Regions from separate parts of the Oryza sativa genome. Here region 2 is linked to region 1. Evidence: chromatin contacts called from public HiCAR-type data. All regions are on one chromosome and are shown on one strand. Each heading gives the region's core, a stretch centred on a gene start, on an enhancer-like site or on the middle of the called end of the contact. The rest is flanking DNA. Distances are from core to core; before and after follow the strand shown. Region 1 holds the start of LOC4338400 (wall-associated receptor kinase-like 20). Region 2 holds the start of LOC4338413 (transcription factor WRKY45-1-like).

Region 1 (4,369 bases), core at 773-3,272:
AGCAATTGAAAGGCCAAAGCTGCCTATAGCATGCTCTAACATTAATTCACAGCTCATCGGTGAAAAATGTCCGAGAAAACCATGCGCCTGCAATGGAGAAGTGAATACAAAATCCAACATATTTCCTTGTGATGCAACATGCAAGCAGCAACAACGGACACCTAAAAAGAGGCAATTGAATTTAGGTATTTTATCAAATAACTTTGCAAACAATACAAAGTGCATATAAAACGGATGCAGGGCATTTTATCAAACACATAGTGCACATATGATTGGTTACTATGCATACCTGTGCCAAACCGGATGAGGCTCCTGACAGACTTCCTCTGGATCCAAATGATTTGGGAATAGGAGTCTGTCCAACAACGCGTACTTGATCTAACGGGGACTGGGGAGGCAACTGATCCAGAGCTTTTGAGGTGACTGATGGTTGGTATAGGATGATTTGAAAGAGGTTATGAAGAGGATTAGTTGGGTTAATTACGGCACCTCATCTTCGCGTAGGTGGTTGCAGTTTCTTGTCACTGATTTACTTCAAAGAGAAAACAGAACATGGCGCAGTTAATAGAAGGCGATGAGTCGTGGCTGTGGCATCGTTATGGGCTGGGCCAACGGAAAAACGTTTCACGTAACAGAGGCTGAGTAGGATGGGCTGGTCTGGCCTGGCCCAATATTGTTGAATGTCGATCTAACGTCCATCCGGAGACCTGCAAATAATCCAATGGCTCAAGAGAAAAGGATGACGTGGCGCAATGTGGTGCAAGCTTTATAGTCTAGTGGGTACCAACTATATAGGAAGAAAGAATTAGCTCTATAGGAAGAGGCCTTAGTTTGAAGCAGATTGGGCCTGTTCAGTAGCCCCTTGACTACAGTTGTACAGCTACTACCTCCGTCCCAAAATAAGTGCAGCCGTGGATATTCGTTCCCAACGTTTGACCGTCCGTCTTATTTGAAAAATTTATGAAAAATTTGAAAATATTTAGTCACACATAAAGTACTATTCATGTTTTATCATTTAATAGTAATGAAAATACTAATTATAAAAAATTTTCAAATAAGACGAACGGTCAAACGTTGAACGTGAATAGTGCAAAACTGCACTTATTTTGGGACGGAGGGAGTATATCTCTTGTAATAGACTAGTTGCCGTGTTTCTTATACAATAGCTGTACTGTAGGTGTAACTGCAACCGCTGCACCAATAATCTAAGCTGAACATGCTCATTATTGTGTGGATTGTACACAACATTTGCCTGATTATAGCGATAAATTAAATATTTTGATAATAAACTTAATAAATACTAGAAGAATGTATTTTAAGGAAATATATTCTTTAGTCGTGAAGCAAATAATCCGGCAAATAAACTAACAAGAATTGAGAAATTTTGATTTATTTTTTTTCCCGCTGACTTGACTCATGTATTGGTATCACTGGACCAGCCGCTTTTCCTGCAGGAGAATGGGATCCGGATCAAACCCGCCACGCCCGCATGGACGCAATAGTCAACTAGAAGTCAGAGGATGGCCCTGACCAAGAGTACTACGACTATGAATAAGAGTATGATGCGCAAATACGCAATAGCTTTGACCAACTCATCTTCCTGGCCCCTTAGCGCGTACTCATATTTTAGCAGCAGGTTAATCGAGTATACCCTATACTACTGATTAATCAGCCCAAGTGTTTGGATCCAAACTTTGAATCCAAACTTCTAATTTTTTTCATCACATCAACCTGTCGTTTTCAGTCACATTGTAACAATTTCAACCCAAACTTCCAACTTTAGAAGAAACTAAACACAACCAAAATTTCAACTTATAATCTCTCCAAAGCATCGAGTACTGACAATTTCTCATCTCGAGATTCTTGTACTGACAAGTTTTTATTATAAAAAAAGGAAAAAAAAATCGTAAATTAGAAGGCGGCGCCTACAAATTAAGCGAGTCAAACATTTTGGTAGAATGCAAGCAACGGACGGCAGATGTCGCGGACCACCTTAAAACCATACTCCTCGATGACAAGAGCGAGGATTACCACTAGTTAGCTTTGTAACTAGGAGCCTAAGCCAGGGAGGAGCAATGGCGAGCTCGAGCTTGTCGCGCCGTGCCCTCCTCCTCTTCTTCTTGGAGGTAGCCGTCGCCATGGCGCTGCTTCTTCCGGGCGGTCACGCGCGAGTGTGCCCGCCGTGCGGCTCGACGGAGGTGCCGTACCCGCTGAGCACGGCGGACGGGTGCGGCGACCCGGAGTACAAGGTCCGGTGCGCGGCGGCGGCGGCGGGGGGCACGGCGCCCACGCTCCTGTTCGACGCGCTCAACGGCACGTCGTACCCGATCACCTCCATCTCCCCGGCGTCGCAGCGCCTGGTGGTGTCGCCGGCGCCGTTCGTGTCGCCGGGCGCGTGCGTGTCGGTGGGCGCGGCGGCGTCCCGCGGCGTGCAGCTGGACCCATCGCGGCCGTTCAACGTCAGCTCGTCCAACACCGTCATGCTGCTCAACTGCACGGAGCTGCTGCTGCGGTCGCCGCTCAACTGCTCCTCCAACTCGCTCTGCCACGCCTACGCGGGCGCCGCGGGGTCGACGGCGTCGGCGTGCGCGCCGCTGCCGCTGTGCTGCACGTTCGTGGCGGGGGGCTCGTCGACGTCGTACCGCATCCGGCTGGGCCCGCAGTCGTGCAGCGCGTACCGGAGCTTCGTGGGGCTCGACCCGTCGCAGCCGCCGGCGACGTGGGGCAGCCGCCTCGGGCTGGAGCTGCAGTGGGCGACGCCGAGGGAGCCGCTGTGCCGCACGCAGGCCGACTGCGAGGACGGCGCCGCCGCCACCTGCGCCGACGACCCGTCGGCAACCGGAGGCGCGGGCACGGTCCGGCGCTGCCTGTGCGTGTCCGGGCTCGTCTGGAATCCCATCGCTGGCGCGTGCCAGCAGCAGAGTACGTTTAATTTTTTTGCTTCGACGGCTGACAGCTCGGCTGTGAGGCGCCTCTAATTTTTTTTTATGGCTGTTAATTTTGATGCAGATCTCACGGATAGCGGATCCAACCATGCGCCTCTCATTGCTGGTAATTATATTGCTTCCTTCCTTCAGCGCTAGCTAGCGTCTTAATTTCTTATTACTGTCATCCTGGGAAATTAATTAGGACCTCTGTTCTCGATCGGGATGCATGCTTGACGCCTACTATCTAGTTACGACTTCAATTTGCAAGGCGGGCGACTAGCCGCTTGCTTGGTTTTAACGGAGAGAGATCGAATTGTGGAGTCGTTATTCGTTGCTTTGGTGAAAACTCAGTGATTAAGTAGGCCGCTATTACCCTTTTGTTAGTTGTTACTGCGAGTAGTTACTCGCTCCGTGCACAAATATGAAAATTTCTCTTAGCATGGAGTAAAATTAAGAAGGAAAGAATGAGGTATGGATAGGGGTAGAAGTGTGGTCGTTGGGGATAAGACGAAAATAAATTTAAACGAGAGATAAATGATTGATGGGACACATATTATTTTAAAATCTTTACATTTGTGAATAAATTTTAATTGATTGGAATGTTTATAATACTGAATTTTTAAAAAAATATTTGGAATGCTTATATTTGTAGATAGAGGGGGTCGTAGTATTATAGTTATCTGATTATGAATAAGAAATAATCCAAGCATCGAATACATATCAGGAGCATGGTCAAGGCACTTAGTCATTTTTATTCGGTATACAATAAGTAATCCGGGCTGATAAAATAAAATTGAGGTCAATGATCTGGATTGAATATAAATGAGAGATCAACTGAAAGTAGGTTTACATCAGTATCATGCTGGGTCCCATACTCCCTTGCGCCAATGGTCAACTTGCGGCGGCTTACATCCGGAGAAAAGCATTGACCATACCAGAGCAAGTGTAAATCTACTTAACTCCATCCAGAGAGCTAGCATTGTCAGCTTTACAACACGGACGAACCAAGGAAGTTCAACGGTTGGAAATTTGGAATGAGTTGCTGCACGATTTAGCTCGCTTTGGAGTTTGTACGAATTCTCCACGCGAAACAATTTAACTCCTTCGTGGAGCCCAACCATTAAATGGATGTACCAAGATTTTTCTTTGAAAACAATACTTAATAAATAATTCATGGAGGCCACATCTTGGATAGTTTATATATGAAAATTGTCTATCCTGTCTCATGGTGCCACATCAACTTAATTAATTTTTTCTAGATTTGGGATAATCGATTGATCAAAGTTCCAAAACATATAAAATATATCAAATCAAACCATGTTCGCTAATCGCTACAATGAAAATCAACACACCACACAACTCATTTTAACCATTGTGAATTCGGTAGATGTAACCTTCTATCCCACGGTAACAGCAGCAACACACATGTAATTTTCATCTAG
Region 2 (4,369 bases), core at 801-3,300, 240 kb after region 1:
ATAGTGCATCGTTGATGGTCTCGGCCGATGGAGTTAGACCAAATCAGCTATGGACTGGATATATCAAAGAATAATAAACCCTAAACATGCCCAATCGGCTGTAATACTATCTATGGAGTTTAACATATTGATTTAAGACAATATTATGAAAGTAGCCGATGTGACAGTATTTAGAGCAAGAAAGATAACGTACTAGCTAATACTCTAGTACAAACTTATATAAACACTCTAGTAAAAACTTATATAAACAGATTGATCCATATAAACATATAAAACAGAAATCAAGCATGAAGGTGTACAAATCTTGCCGATACTGACTAAAGCTTCATATGCTTATATAAAATGATATGTCTATATAAGTGGCGAATATACATGAAACAAGAACGAAACATGCATATTATGTAAGATCAGCTCAAACCTCGATACTATCCTTATTATGCCTAATTGCAGGCTAGTTTGCATGGTTCTAAGCACAACTAGGGATGATACATCTCAAAGTATGAAGAGAAACAATGCAGTCTAAATAATCAAGCAATTATACATTTTTCAGGATGGTAGATGCCTTAGATAATATAATCTAGCAGGACAATTTAACCGAAAGCAAGCTCCCCGTACACCACCTCCCCTTCCCACCAGCATCCCTCTCCCCTCCTCTTCTTCACCACTCAACAGTGACAACTAGATCCACAAGACGGTGACCACGAGCTATAGATAGGCCGAGGGCTCAAGGCGGCCGCCGCCGAGCTGTTGCGGCGGATGGGTAGTGGACACCGCCACCCCGTCAAGCTCGCGCCCCTCTTTGTCCGTAGCTATCGCCGTCGCCGGCACAACCCAAGAGCTCCACAAGCACGGCGCCTGGTCACCCTCCCATGGCCGACGAGTTCTTCTCCCTCTCCCTTCTCTAGCGGCACAGGGCACGAGCGTGGGCCAGTCCTTTAAAATTTGACAAAGAACTTGTGGTTTAACTTGGCTCCACGATCTTCATGGGGACAACAAGAACAGCAGACATGGCATGGAATGTCCGACCCGGCTTTGTTAAGGCTGAACTTACATCTCTGCCCACTGTAAAAGCCCTTAGGAGGACATCAAGGAGGCAAAGGCCATCTGATTCCGAAGTTTAAATTTTATAGTACCAGTTTTCTACTCCAATGATTTCTCAACTGTTGGTTGTCACACACGCACGTTCCACCAGGGAATCCGATCAAACGATTCCCTCCCCTCCCTCCGCCGTCCAACCCATCCGGCTGCATAAAAATTTCCACAAATGACGCGGACGCACACCACCACACCACCACCTCCTCATCCTCATTTGCCCCCCAACCCGGCATCGATCACCTCGCTGACGTCGCCCCCGTGACGTCATCCGGTTGTCGTCCCCTCGTCCCCCCTCTCCTTCGGCGATGCTTCCCCCCTTGCCCGTACTCCCACATGCCCACCCAACGAAGGAACTTGCAACTCAAGTTTTTTTATTTTTTTAAAATAATCTCTCGTGGCCCCCACCACCAAAACTCCCCCGAATTCCTCGTACCGCGGTCCACTGAGCGCCGGGCCACCCCCTCCAGGACTGGCCCACATGTCCGTGTGATCTCTCCCGTGGTTTCCGCGGTGGGCTACGTCCACTGTGGCGTGGGCCGGGTGTGAAGCCCCCGCCCCCCCCCCCCCCCCGCTGGCCCACTCACCTCGTGCATTCACACCGGCATGGGGGATTGGGTACGCTCGGTTCATGAGGTTCAACTGCGCCGTTCACCGCGAGTCACCGCGTGGGCCGCCACAATTCGGTGAACCGGGTCTATGGTTCTCGCGTGGTGCCGAGCCGCGTCCCTTTTTCCCATCGCCCACGCAGCGAGCGCCCCAGTCCATGGAAACCCCTCGTGAGCCGCTCACTGGGCGTAGCCGCACGGTCCCACCTGGCATTGACACGGTACGCGTCATCGACGGTAGACCGCGCCTACGCATCATCTCCTTCGGCTACAGAAATGGAGACGGATCAATCCGCTCCAGGTGAGCAGAGTAGCCATAAATACCGACCTGCCTCCACCCCAAGCCTCCTGCTGCTTTGAGCTCCATCACCAGCTGAGCTGCGAGGAAGAGAGAGTGCGAGAGTGCGCGGCAGCGGCAGTGTAGTGTCAGTCACTGGGTGTGCGCTTGCTTGCTTGGATTGAGGATGACGTCATCGATGTCGCCGGCGCCGGCGCCGGCGTACGCGCAGGTGATGGAGGACATGGAGAAGGGGAAGGAGCTGGCGGCGCAGCTGCAGGGGCTCCTCCGCGACTCGCCGGAGGCCGGCCGCTTCGTCGACCAGATTCTCCACACCTTCTCCCGGGCGATGCGGGCGCTCGACAAGGCGGCGGTCTCCGCCGCCGGAGGAGAAGGGTCGGAGGTGCAGAGCGAGGTCACCTGCGGGGGCGGGGCCAGCGCCGGCGGGAAGAGGAAAGCCCCCGCCGCCGACCGGAAGGCCAACTGCCGCAGGAGGTGAGAACGAAGGCCAGAGCATAGCTCATCACAAAGCATAGCATCATCTGTGTGTAATTAGCTGCGTTCTTTCAGGGAAGATAGGGGGGATTGTCCCTCGTTTTCCGCGCGCACGCTTTTCAAACTACTATACGGTGCGTTTTTCGTATAAATTTTCTATAGGAAAGTTGCTTTAAAAAATCATATTAATCCATTTTTGAAGTTTCAAAATCATAAAATCATGCGCTAATGGTTCACCTCGTTTTGCGTATATTCCCAATCTTCTCTATTTCCTTCTCCTCAAACACAGCCTGGGAGTGTTTGAGAAGGGGATTGAGGAGATTGGGAAGATACGTAAAACGAGGTGAGCCATTAGCTCATGATTAATTGAGTATTAACTATTTTAAATTTTAAAAATAGATTAATATGATTTTTTAAAGCAACTTTCCTATAGAAATTTTTTGCAAAAAACGTACCGTTTAATAGTTTGAAAAGCGTGCGCGCGGAAAACGAGAGCCAATCTCCCCTATCACCCCTAAACGAACGATACCTTCCCTATCACCCCTAAACGAACGATACCTTAATGTACTAAGATTTGTGTGTACGTATTGCAGGACGCAGCAATCGTCCGGGAATTCGGTGGTCGTCAAGAACCTCGACGACGGCCAGGCATGGCGCAAGTACGGGCAGAAGGAGATCCAAAACTCCAAGCACCCAAAGTGAGTAGACTTGTCCCGACAAAAAACAATGTGTTCGAGACTGTACAGTTGGATGCGTTGCGCGCTGACGAGGAGTTGTTTGGGGTATGCTACGTGTACAGGGCCTACTTCCGGTGCACGCACAAGTACGACCAGCTGTGCACGGCGCAGCGGCAGGTGCAGCGCTGCGACGACGACCCGGCGAGCTACAGGGTCACCTACATCGGCGAGCACACCTGCCGGGACCCGGCCACCGCCCCCATCATCGCGGCGCACGTCATCCACCAGGTCGCCGCCGGCGACAACGACGACGGCTGCGGCGGCCTCCAAGCGGGGTCCCGCCTCATCAGCTTCGTCGCCGCGCCGGCGGCGCCAGTAGACGCTGCCGCGGCGCCGACGACCAGCACGATCACCACGGTCACCGCGCCGGGCCCGCTGCTGCAGCCGCTCAAGGTGGAGGGCGGCGTCGGCTCGTCCGACCAGGAGGAGGTGCTGAGCAGCCTCACGCCCGGCAGCTCCGCGGCGCGCGGCGGCGGCGGCGGCGGCGGAGTCGCGGGTCCCTTCGGGCCGGACCAGGGCGATGTCACGTCCTCCCTGCACTGGAGCTACGACGCCGTCGCCGGCATGGAGTTCTTCAAGAACGACGAGGTTGTCTTCGATCTGGACGACATTATGGGTTTGAGCTTTTGATCACCGAAGAATCATGGATGGACACGGGCCGGGTAAAACGATCGAAAGAAGATGGATTCCACGCGTGTGTACAGAAATAATTAGCGGCAGCGCGGATCTTAATTTGGAACTTGCAAAGATACTCCTAATTAGCCTGGCTAGATTAGTTTGTAAATTCCTTGTTGATGTGTCGTCTCAGCTTTAAGCTGCAGACATGCTAGCAAGTAACAACACGATTAGTACGTAGTAATGTGGTTCTTGATTATGAGCTGGGGGTCTTAACCTTTTTTGTGTGACAAGCAAGAGAAGAGGATTTGGGTACAATGTAATCCTGTTCTTCCGCTTTCGAAAAAAAAAAACATATAGCTTCACGTGCCTAATCCTCTGCTAAATGTTGTGCCATAACTGTAGAAAGATTCGCCATTTGGCTACGACTTTACTGTACATGCCGTTCTTTCCGTCAGGCCAATCATACAACGCTGTGGCTCGCACGTGTCCGCAGTCATATGGGCCCAGATAACATCGGCCTCCACAATGGATCGATTTCTGGA

Evidence for each region. HiCAR-type assays count read pairs that join an accessible place to other places.
Region 2: a HiCAR-type map of leaf shows a contact between it and region 1, with 2.0 times the contacts expected there. The contact joins the promoter of LOC4338413 here to the promoter of LOC4338400 in region 1.

Annotation. Positions count from the first base shown.
Region 1 is chr5:14,827,724-14,832,092 of ASM3414082v1, forward strand. LOC4338400 (wall-associated receptor kinase-like 20) reads left to right here and starts at 2,023. Exons shown (of 3, transcript XM_015781942.3): 1 at 2,023-2,922; 2 at 3,010-3,051. The coding sequence starts at 2,076.
Region 2 is chr5:15,069,681-15,074,049 of ASM3414082v1, forward strand. It overlaps LOC4338413 (transcription factor WRKY45-1-like), which reads left to right and starts at 2,051. Exons shown (of 3, transcript XM_015782108.3): 1 at 2,051-2,472; 2 at 3,066-3,170; 3 at 3,272-4,198. The coding sequence starts at 2,165. The coding sequence ends at 3,839.